Regions from separate parts of the Mus musculus genome. Here region 1 is linked to region 2. The links are chromatin contacts, called in public HiChIP or PLAC-seq maps. All regions are on one chromosome and are shown on one strand. The core of a region is the stretch at or near the end of the contact, and the rest is flanking DNA. Distances in the headings are between cores, read along the strand shown.

Evidence for each region. HiChIP or PLAC-seq counts read pairs in DNA pulled down with a chosen protein or histone mark.
Region 1: a FOXA1 HiChIP or PLAC-seq map of pancreatic cancer cells shows a contact between it and region 2. The contact joins two enhancer-like sites. A contact is called at or near these places in 1 of 15 datasets of contacts at CTCF or cohesin (the NIH/3T3 cell line), 4 of 484 Hi-C or Micro-C datasets (the HPC-7 cell line, embryonic fibroblasts and uterus), 1 of 115 datasets of contacts at active chromatin or transcription factors (pancreatic cancer cells) and 1 of 9 other capture datasets (liver).

What each region holds. Positions count from the first base shown.
Region 1 is chr10:26,873,697-26,879,017 of GRCm38.p6, forward strand. It overlaps Arhgap18 (Rho GTPase activating protein 18), which reads left to right. Exons shown (of 15, transcript NM_176837.2): 8 at 3,461-3,538; 9 at 5,195-5,321. Among named protein-coding and RNA genes, the nearest start is that of Gm30534, 90 kb to the right of the region's middle. Within about 2 kb of position 3,480, at least 16 of the 459 cell types and tissues checked have an H3K27ac peak or open chromatin away from gene starts, as enhancers often do. A contact at or near this core is called in pancreatic cancer cells, where this site is marked.
Region 2 is chr10:26,541,831-26,547,635 of GRCm38.p6, forward strand. No RefSeq gene overlaps it. Among named protein-coding and RNA genes, the nearest start is that of Gm30034, 110 kb to the left of the region's middle. Within about 2 kb of position 3,206, at least 27 of the 459 cell types and tissues checked have an H3K27ac peak or open chromatin away from gene starts, as enhancers often do. A contact at or near this core is called in pancreatic cancer cells, where this site is marked.

The DNA of each region.
Region 1 (5,321 bases), core at 2,230-4,729, 330 kb after region 2:
TCTATCTATCTATACCTATATGTCATAGCTATACCTATATGTCACTGCATCTAAACTTGTATCTAGCATATCTTTTGATGACTATTCTCTAGAGTTGTTCTATCATGGCCTGTTGAACCTGTATCTATATTAATAGTTCATAATAGTTATGCAGATAAGATAAAGAATAGAGACTATACATTCCATTATTCTTTTATATATATATTGAAAAATGGAGTTACAATACTAAGATAGACTCTAAAGCTATATCTCAGCAGTGTCTTCCTTAGGTCAAGTTCTCTAGAATCCATAGAACCTATATCTATCTCTCTAGCTCTATTTACACCTATACCCATATCTCTGTCTATGCTTATACCTATATCTATGTGGAAAGGTTTCTTTTAATGATTTTGTTCATGCAGTTAATGGGATCCAGCAAATCTGCTATATGTGGAACAAGACACCAGGAGAGCTACTTGACCAAGAGTTGATGCTGCAGTCCCGAGGAAGAAAGTTTCTTTGCAAATCTCTGACTTTGCTTTTGCACCTTCACCTGATGGGAGGAGGCGCATCATCCCACAGAGGGTGACCTGCATGCCTTAAACTCTGCAGTTTATATATTGGTCACTTCTAAAAAGATGCTGTCACTAAAGCCTCTAGACTAGTGTTTGCCTGAACCTCTGTGCACTACAGTGCTAACCAGGCAGGCATATCTCATGACATAGAATTAGTATTTCAGTTTTGTTCGTATTAAAAATAAAGAGATGACTAAAGGGTTGACTTCTAGTTAGCTTTCCTCAGTTTGCATTTGCCTTGTGTTTTAATAAAGAAACCAGAGAGATGTGTGAGAAGAAGCATCTTTTGATTCTTCTGCCCTTGAACTTGGTGGAGAGGAAGAAACACCTGATTTTCAGAAACATTTCACTCCCAGAATCCAGAGTGTTCATCTTGAACTTTGAAAGGCCAATTTTCAGCGGGTGACACTAAGCAAAGCTTATCTCATATTAGTTAACTTTAGCTTCTACTGCCCTTGCTTTGCCTTGCCTTTTCTCCTAACCCCTCAAAGGCAAGCAGTGGTTTGTGTTCACTGTGAATAGTGGTTCATTTTAATGGTATAGTTTTCAGAAGAAAAATGTTCACTTTATTTAGAAAGTGCATTTTCTGATCAAATTTTCAAATCCAATGTTGTTGTTGTTGTTGTCCCGATGATTCCCCCAAGTCAGTGTTGTGCCAAAAGAGACTGATTTCATTTCTACTTTATAATTCAGTGTTCACACACACGCATACACATATAAGTATATATATATATATATATATATATATATATATATATATATTTATATGTGTGTGTGTGTGTGCATGTGTGTGTGTAGGAGCACCATTAAAATATCAAACACTGAAGTTTCACCAAATAGCACAATTATGTATAGCTGTTTTTGCCTATTTTAGGTCTTAAAAGTTAAAAGAAAGCTGGAATATATTTCCTGTTAATATAAAAGCTAATAATATAGCTAATTAATAATGTAACTAAAATATGTGATTTTCAAAGTGAGAAATAGGAGATAACACATGGTATTGTTTCAGACAGTATACTTCTATAACTCGATGCTGTGATCCAGCACTAGAGACCGCTAGGAAAGGATTTAAACACAAATTCAGAAATGAATCTCAATTAGCATTTTCAAAGCCATAATTTTCTTCTGTATTTAATAAAAGTAAAAGGTGTAGATGGCTAAAAACTAATTGACTTGAGCAACCTGCATTCAACTGGATGTTTTAATAAAGCATGCAAATATTTTATAAGGTGAAATAAAATGAAAATTGGTCATACACGAAACATTTTAATAGCTGGTGTGAAATACTTTATTGAATGATGTCCTTCTAATTTCAAATAATTCATAATTATTTTTACTTTGAGTTCCTCTGCAGTGGTACTTGAAAAATGTGGTCTAGGAAAATTTGAATTTTAAAAATTGATGTACTTCTTTGGTCAGTGATGCCTCACCTAATAATAGTGTATTCTTAGGAGAATTTGAGATTTTTGAATCTCTTTATATCAGAGGCTTTCCTGGTCAAAACTGATTCCCTGGATAGGGAAAAATAGGTGGTTAGGGAAAAGTCACCAACACTTGAGGACCCACTGCTGAATTTGGTATACCTGATTTGGAATCTATAGGGCAGAGATCCATAATTCTCCCAAGGCCTTGTCCCTAACAGACACTTTTATGTGAAAGGGGCAACAGTGCGCTCTATGTGGTCTATGGAGTGTGAGAAACCATTAACAGAGGGTTCCCTGGAGAAAACATTCACTTTCAAATATTCTTTTGCACCCTGGGGGATTTCATGCCCCAAGTTGCACAGAGAACATTTAACTAAGATTGGAGATGCAGGGAAGCCATGTCTGGGTTTTGTAAAGCAGAAGACTTTTAAGAAGGGGGATGGGCTACAGGACAGAAGCACTTAGTGTCTACCTTGTACTTATGAGGAGGCGGTGGAACCTGATTTTCCTATGCATCCTAGAGGATGCTCTGTCTCTGTAAGCTCCACCCTGTACTGCCCAAGGGATGAGCGACCCAGGTTTTGCAACTGGAAGCTTCCTGACGGGACACACCATTCTTAGTTTCTTCACCGCTTTTTAACAATTTACCTCTGTAATATTGCCTATTTGACTGATTTTATATAGTTTTTAATATTTACTCAGTTTTAAAATTATGTGCCTTTGCATGTGGGTACTTGCATGTGAATGCAGATGTCCACAAAGAACAAAGAGGTCCTGCTGATTCCCCCCACCCCCACCCCACCTGGAGTTACAGGCAATTGTGAGCCACCTAAACAGGAGCCAAGATCTGAACTTGAGTCCTCTGAAAGAGCAGTACATAACCTCTGAGCCATTTCTCCAGCCCCATGGCTACTACATTTTCATTTTAATTTATTTTAGTGGTGTCCTTGAGCTAGATTTGTGCCCATTCCTTGAGTGTTAGTATTACTTAGAAGCGCTGCTTGAAAGCATTTTTTTTAAGTTTGCCACCAGAATCTTAAAACGAATATTAGCAACAGTTTTTTTTTCATATAAAAATATTGTTTCCTGAAACAAATTAAGTACAGTATATAAATGTGCAAATACTGGAATTGCATGGCATTTATTTGATTGCACAATGCATGTTGCTGGAGAAGCAAAATAGTGTTCTGAGTTGCTTTTACACAGTGAACATCTTTTCTCTGATCCTGTGGAGAGTCCCAGCTGTTGTGTGAAATTATACATTCCTTTTACAAAAGAGAAAAAGACAAACCTTTTCAAATTTCAACTCAGGTTTTTGTATGTATAGTTTTGAAGATGCCGGTCCCATAGCACTCAGAATCTCATCAAATCCGATTTGCATGCCATCAGAATCAGCTTTCACTTCTTGCAATGGGGGAACCGATGTTGAGCTGTACCTGTTAACAAAGACTAAGATCAAAATGTTTCTTGGCTTATCTGCAGCTGATTTCTCGAATTGAAGAAGGCAGTCTGGAAACCGAGGGCCTCCTACGGATACCAGGAGCAGCCATGAGAATCAAGGTGACTAAAATGCTTCAGTTCTGTTAATGTGCAATTTTGTTGCTTAATTTTGCTTGTGAATTTTAAAGGCCAACTTAGCCTCCCCATCCTTATTCTTGTTAGCAGAGGCGATAAAATAAAATAATAAAATGTCCGAACTTCCACGTTATCATTTCTCTACACACTCCTTCTGGTTTCTATAAGTTTGTATTTTTCCAGATCCCCACGTCACCTATTATAATCCCTTGAGAACGAGAACATCGTGACTCAGAAGGTAGTAGGGAGCTGGGTGAGACAGAGTCAGGATGAGTAATAGCAACGGAGTTTGGATTTTAAAAGGAGAGGGAACAGAACACTCCAGGTGGGAGCAGAGGAAGGCTCTTGACAGGAGCCGCGCAGTTGGCGGCTTTGACAGAAGGAACAGCTTTGGGTAATTTCTAAGAAGGGCAGTTAAGTGGATTCAACTGTGTCAACTGGTCCACCCGGCCTGTTGTCATAGGCCAGATCGTGGCGCAGCCAGCCCCTTGTAAAGGATTTATTTACAGATGATGTGCTGCTAATGGTTGGTCTCCCTACTCCACTGAACCTTCTGTACCCCTTCTTGCCTCTTTCCCCCATTTAGCGTTAATTTCCCTCTTCGTTTCTTCTCTCTCCTTCTTTTCTCCTTCCCTGCTCCTTTCTCTTTCCTCCCTCACTGCTCTTTGACTCCACCCCCCAGTTTCTGAGGTATCAGCCATGCTTCTCACCAACTACAAAAACAATTAGGCAAAAAAATTGGCTAGGATTTGGTTCGGAGAAAATGTGGTAAGGTTACTCTATCAGGAGAGGATGAGCCTCAGTATGTTACTGTATAACAGAGGCTGTAGCTCGATACTGGAACCCTTTCCTAGCACACAGAGGTATAGGGATCCATCCCCAGTGAAACAAAAGAAACAAAACCCACAACCTGTCCTTTGAGAAAGTGGCTCCAGTAATAGACACTTGGAAACATTTTTGACACAATAAGTCTTATGCCACGTTAAAAATGAATCTTGAAAAATAGTCCTCACACACTAAGTTGATTTAGTAGCAGTAGTAGATGGCTTGGCACGTCTCATAGAGTGCTTGAAGTGAGGGGCCTCAGCTTCCACGTTCTGCATGGACTCACTAAATTAACTTGGGCTGACAGCAGAATGGTGGGACAGTGAAGGCAAGTATCTTTCCATATTTCTATGACTCCTTATCTACAGGATTTGGCTTTACATTTCTCAAAGGTAACAAAATTGAGGTAACATCTGTGTAAGATTTGGATTTGTTCATTTTGCTATGTAATATGCCTCTAAATAGCTTTAAAAACATTGTCTTGAATTGTAATTTTTTTTTTTAAATAACTAATGGTAGTGTTTAGGTTACATGCCGAGTAGAAAGTGATTTTAACTGATCTTTTAATTAAATCTTTGCTAATTAAAGTGTGTGAAAATGTTTAAACTCTTTTCTTAACCTTGGGTATAATTTCTTCACTTAAAGGACAATCAAAGTTGGGAACGATATTTTTCTGTGTAACAGAAACACATTGACTTTTGCTATTCAGATATTTCTTTATAGATTAGAAATCTTATAAGATGAAAAACAGATCACACTCTCAATAGGGAACAAACGTACTTACTGCTAATTTCTGTCTCCCCTTGTGCCATTTAGAATCTTTGCCAAGAACTAGAAGCGAAATTTTACGAGGGGACTTTCAATTGGGAAAGTGTCAAACAGCACGATGCGGCCAGCCTGCTGAAGCTCTTTCTGAGAGAATTGCCCCAGCCACTGCTGAGCA
Region 2 (5,805 bases), core at 1,956-4,455:
TCCAGAATAAAGAAAAGGAGTTCTGATTCAGATTAAGAGGTCTGAGTAATATAGCTGGATGCCTTTTTGTTTTGGGATAAATTGTAAACAGCCAGAAGTTATTTATAACTGAGTTCACTGGGTGTTGAATTTTTGACAATGCAGCTATTAAATACACAGTGACCAAATTATATTTTGATCTTAAGTGTAGCAGACTGATTAAGAAATAATCCTTGATAAGAAGGGGATTAAAGAACAAAGGTTAAAAATTGACATCTAAGGAGAGAAGTGGCTGTCTTCCCCTTGGTCATCATCTCTCAACTTTAGAGAGTTCATTCTCCCACCAAAACCAAAAACTGTAGTGAGTGTTGCTCCATTAAAAAGACAGACATTACTGTCTTACCACCCATTTTACTCAGAAAGTTATCAGTATATTACAGCTGCAGAAACACCATACACCAGGGATATGAGTTGGTGCTCAGCAGTAGAGAGAGTATTTGCCTAGTATCAGTTAGACTCTGGGTTCAGTCTCCAGTAACAAGAACATCCATCCATCATCCATCCATCCATCAAAATATTTTCGTCCATAAATATTTTATGTGTATGTGTGTGTGTATAGTCTCTGTGCATGTATGTATGTGTGTTCACATGTCTTTAGTTAAGAAGTTGCCTTCCATTGTGTTTGCAACCACTTTCTACCTTATATACTGAGCCATGGTCTTTTACTCAAACCTCAATTTCCCACATTAGGATAATCTAGATAGCTTGCTTGCTTCAGGGATCTGGGGTCTCTGCCTTTGAGGACAGGGACTACAGACAGGCTGCTACACTCACCTGGCATTTATGTGGGAATTTGCACTCTTGTCCTTATACTTATGTGCCTTTCTTTTTCTCCTTTGCTAATATATCTCAGACACCGGCCTAGTAGCTATGCTTATATTATCTGCTTTCCTACCAGGCACAGAATACTACATAAATGTCAAGTTTAAGGAGAGAATGGAGAGCAGGGAAAACTTAGACCAAACAAATTCATCTGAGCTGAAGACTAAGCCAAGGTGGCAGCTGACTACCAGGTATGTGACACTGGATGACGTGAGGATCGATTGGAAGCACAAGAAACATGAGAGTCAGGTAAGGAGACAGCATAAGAAGCCATGGAGATGATGGTTAGAACTCAAGGGATAGTGTAAGGACACAAAACTACATTAAGTGCAATTTTGAACACTTACAATAGGCCAAGAACTAGGGAAAGAATTATGTTTGTACTTTACTGTTGCTCACACAAATAAAGATTTCCAATAAATAGGAATTATCTCTATTATAACTAAGGACATGAACACCAACAAATGAAGCAGTAAGGGTAGCATTCAGCAGGTCATCTGTCCTGCTTGAAGACCTGGGGCTCAAACACCACTCACAGTTCAAGGCCCGGGCACAACCTGTGCTAGAGAAGCCCTAGTGATTCTTACCTTATTCCCAGTGTGATGACTTGACTCAAGACTGGGGACCTAGTGCTGATATTAGCTGACAGAAATGTCCAGGGCAAGGTGGGGAAATGCCTCTAGAGTCTGCCTGTTCTTGAACATACAGGTTGTTTTCTAGTCCTGTTTTCTAAGCTAGCAGAAGAATGTGAAGTAGAACCATATTAATTAGCATCCTTGAATCTCATGCTCTTCTGGGGTTCTTGACCTATTTCTTGACCACCCTGAGGCCTGATTAAAAATGCCACAATCTGTAACTCCACTTTTGGAAAAAGACTTCTCATTCTTTGTTTCCTACCATACCAGAGTTCTCTCATCTTTGCCTCTTCACCTTCACAGGCTCATTGCATTAAGCTGGGTTCCAGAAAGTGGAAATACTCTTAGTTCACAGAGTGTCCTCTATTGCTTTGCCTGACCCACAGCCAGCCAGCAAACCAAGAGCTCAGAGACATTTGTTGAATGGATGATAAGGTATTAGAGCAAAGTCAAGGAGAAGAAAAGTCAAACATGGAGGATTCATATCTTTGGTTTCTGTGGAAATAACATCAGAAGAAAAGGCAAAATAATGTGCATGGGCACAATATTGGGATAATCCACCAAGAAGGTAGATTGAAGGCATTCAGCTTACCCTGCAAAAGAAAAGGGAAGGAATTGAATTCACATGCATTTCCAATGTTTTACTCCATCTTTGTTAACAGTAGTGTAGATATGAAGAGTCTAACTATATTTTGCATATGTACTTATGTATGCATATATACACACATATATTAACATTTGTAGTATTTATGCAAATATTCACACATTAATATATGTACACTTATCAACACTAGCATGCTGTGGTTTTATTTTATGAAACCTTCATCAGAAATTAGTTCCTTCTATATTGAGGGAAGATTTGCTGAACAAAAATTCATCACAATAGAGATGGTGAGTCATTTCTAGTTTGGTGACTCATATCGTGTTGATTTTATAACCTTTAAGTGATGTGACAATAATAATCCTCAATTTGTCTGTGATTCTTCAGAGCTCTGAAGATAACATGACTATGAATAACAGCAGTTAGGTCTTGAATCTTAATTGTAGCTGTACTTCCAAATTGTGTGCATTTTTTTGTAAGATTTAAACTGGAGTCTGTTCAAACATGGAGTTCTTCCTTAGATAGCTATGTTTTGGATTAAAGGAGGTAATTGTAGAATTCAGCTCATTGTGTTCTAACAACATCAATACCATAAAAATGCTCAGCAAAGGTCACAGTTGACATTAATGTTTGATTAAGTGCAAAGGCAAATGTATGTATTCTAGAGTTTGAACATTTGTAGTATTGGTCAGCAGAATGAGTTAGTTGCTCGTATGCATTAGTGGAGCAAGTGCTTGTCTGTGATGCTCCATGCCATTGACTCTGAAATCCATCTACCTAGGTGAGGAAGTGGAGGAGGGAGGGGTGAGAACAATAGGAAGGACACAGGATTCTGTGTTTAAATCGACAACTTCTCATGTTAACTTTTCAAAGTTGATCATATCCTGTGGTGTTGAAAATGAGATATAGAGAAATTAAGTACAGTCATCCAAGGCAGCAGCAGCACCAGAAACCTGGAGTGGAGAAAATCAACAAGGTAGTCTTTTATATTCAAAGAGATCCTGCTGTGACTCATTTGACCTTCTGTGAGTCATGTGCCCTAGTGATTTGCAGTATTAATGGGAAACTAACTTGAATGCTTACAGTGCTGTCTTCCAAGTATTTCAATCCAGGCAACATTTTCTGAGTCATGACTGTAGGTATTGTCAAATGTTCCTCCCACGCCATTCAGGACTTCCCTTAGTCTTCATGCTGATTGGTGAAAGTCCATCACCAGCCATGTTATCTTCCAACATGTGGTTCACTCCTTGGTAAAATACAGAGTGGTTTGTTTTCCATAAACTATCAGTATCAACCCATATATCAATGATTTGGACATTGCAGTGAATCAACTGGCTAGATTCTGGGATACATTTTTATTTTTTAAAAAAGAGAGAGAGAGAGGCAGAGATGTCACTCCAAAAAAGTAAAAATGAAAGTCAAGGCTATGAGAGTCACAGGGTCTTTCAGGAAAAGACTGTGCTTCCAGCTACTCAGGGACTTGAAGGTTGTATGCATTCAATATAGAAGGATTTCTACTGTAGGTTTGATTGGCAGCACAGAGAGGGGAGGCACACTACACCCCACATCAGTCTGATCAACTAATACTAGTGTGTTGATGTTGCAATCTCAGTTTTTCTGCAGCCCAGTTTTCATGTGTGGTTGGTGGGAAGGGATAGAGCATTATCCTGAATGGTCTATCAGATGACGACTTCTTCCCTGATTAAGACCTGGAGAGAACAGCACAGAGGGTCCTAAAGATGGCTATAGAGGAAACCAAGGCTCTACCTGGTCTGGATTATGTATGGTAACAAAATGGTGGGAGAATGCTATTAACATATGGTTAGCAGGTGTCTCTCATTGGTGGCCTGTGGGGAGGTTATTTTATTTCCTTTTCTTTTACTGTCTTCACTAAAATTTTATTAATGAATGTATTTTTCTCACCTGCATGAAATATTAAATTTAATAACCTATTCATTCCCAATAGATGTTGTTTATTAACCTCAAACAACTCTGATTCCTCCCATGTTCCTTAGATCTGTCAATCAAATCTATCTAGCTAATCTATCTGACCTTTTCCTACAAAGTAGGATACATGTAAATATTTCAAGTAAGATACAGAAAATAGAGAAAACCTGGAACTATAAAAGTGAAAAAGAAGAGGAGAAAAGAGAATATACATCTAAGCCAGAGTCTATTACATTTTGAAAATGACTTTGGTTTTGAGCTTTTGAGTAGACAAAGAAGAGGGGGTACAGTGGGGATTTAGAAAGTCAGTGTAAAAAAAAAAAACACAAAGAAAACCAAGATTTCTTTGGGACCAAGATCTTGTCCCTGTTTAAAAGGCAGTAGGAGCCATAATAGTCAGTATTTTTAGAAATGGTGGTTCGTGTGGGCATGTCCTGGAATTTCTGATGGTGGTTCATGTGGTCATGCCCTGGAATTCCTCTCAGATAAAAGTAAGGTAATAATAAAATTCAGTTTATGTTTTGTGGGGCACAAGGGGATGTACAGAGTAAACTAACGTGGGCCCATGGGGGCACACAGAGACGGAACAACCAACCAAAGAACATGCAGGGGCTGGACTTCAGGGGCGCCTACACATTTGTAGCAGATGTGCAGTTCTGTCTTTATGTGGGTCCCCTAACAATTGGAGAGGGAGGCTGTCTCTGACTCTGTTGCCTGCCTTTGAATCCTCTTCCTGTAGCTGGTCTGCCTTGTCTGGCCTCAGAGGGAGAATGCACTTAGTTTTGCTGTGACTTGATGTCCCAGGGTGGGGAGGTGCCCATGAGAGGCTTTCTCTTCTCTTAGGAGAAGGTGTGTGTGTGTGTGGGGGGGGTAATGGGGGAGAGGTTTGGGAGGGTGGGAATGAAAGGAAAGGAGGGAAGGACTGCAATGAGGATGGAAACTGAAAAAAATAATAATAAAAAAAAATAATGTTTTTTGTGGACCAATAAAACAACATGGCCCAGGGACATGTCTTTTGGGTGGTTGAACATGAATAGAATCCATATAAATAGTGCAGGGTAGACAAAACCCATTCTTTGGCTCCTTAATATATGGCTGAGAAAATTGAAACCTCCAAGGTCTTAAAGTATCTACAGTGCTCCCCCTTTCTCCTCTGCCTGTCCTTCTGTCTGTCTGTCCATCTGTCTGTCTGTCTGTTTGTCTTTTCTGTCTGTCTCTGTCTCTCTTGTGTGTGTGTGTGTATAGTATACATATATGTATGTATATGTTGCATGTAAATCAGCGTCCAGTATATACATGTGCATGGTCAGGTGTGTATAGTATATATATATATATATGTGTGTGTGTGTGTGTGTGTGTGTGTGTGTATGTTGCATGTAAATCAGTGTCCAGTATGTACATGTGCATGGTCAGGTGTGTATAGTATACATATTTGTATGTATATGTATGTTGCATGTAAATCAGTGTTCAGTATGTACATGTGCATGGTCAGGTATCAGCTAGAGGGACAGGGTTTGATACTGAAGCAGAATCTCACTGTTTCTGCAAGGTGGCTGGTCAGCAAGTGTCTAGGTTTGCCCATCTCCCCAACCACAGCTAGAGTACAGTCCCTGCATGGGCAGTTTTCTAAAGTGGCTGCTTGGGATTCAGTATGGGTCATCATGTGTATACATACAGCAAGTGCTCTTACCCAGCCCCCAAACTGATCTCTCTATGTCCTCACAGTTGTGCCTTCCTTTGCCTGCATGCTCTCCTCTTGGT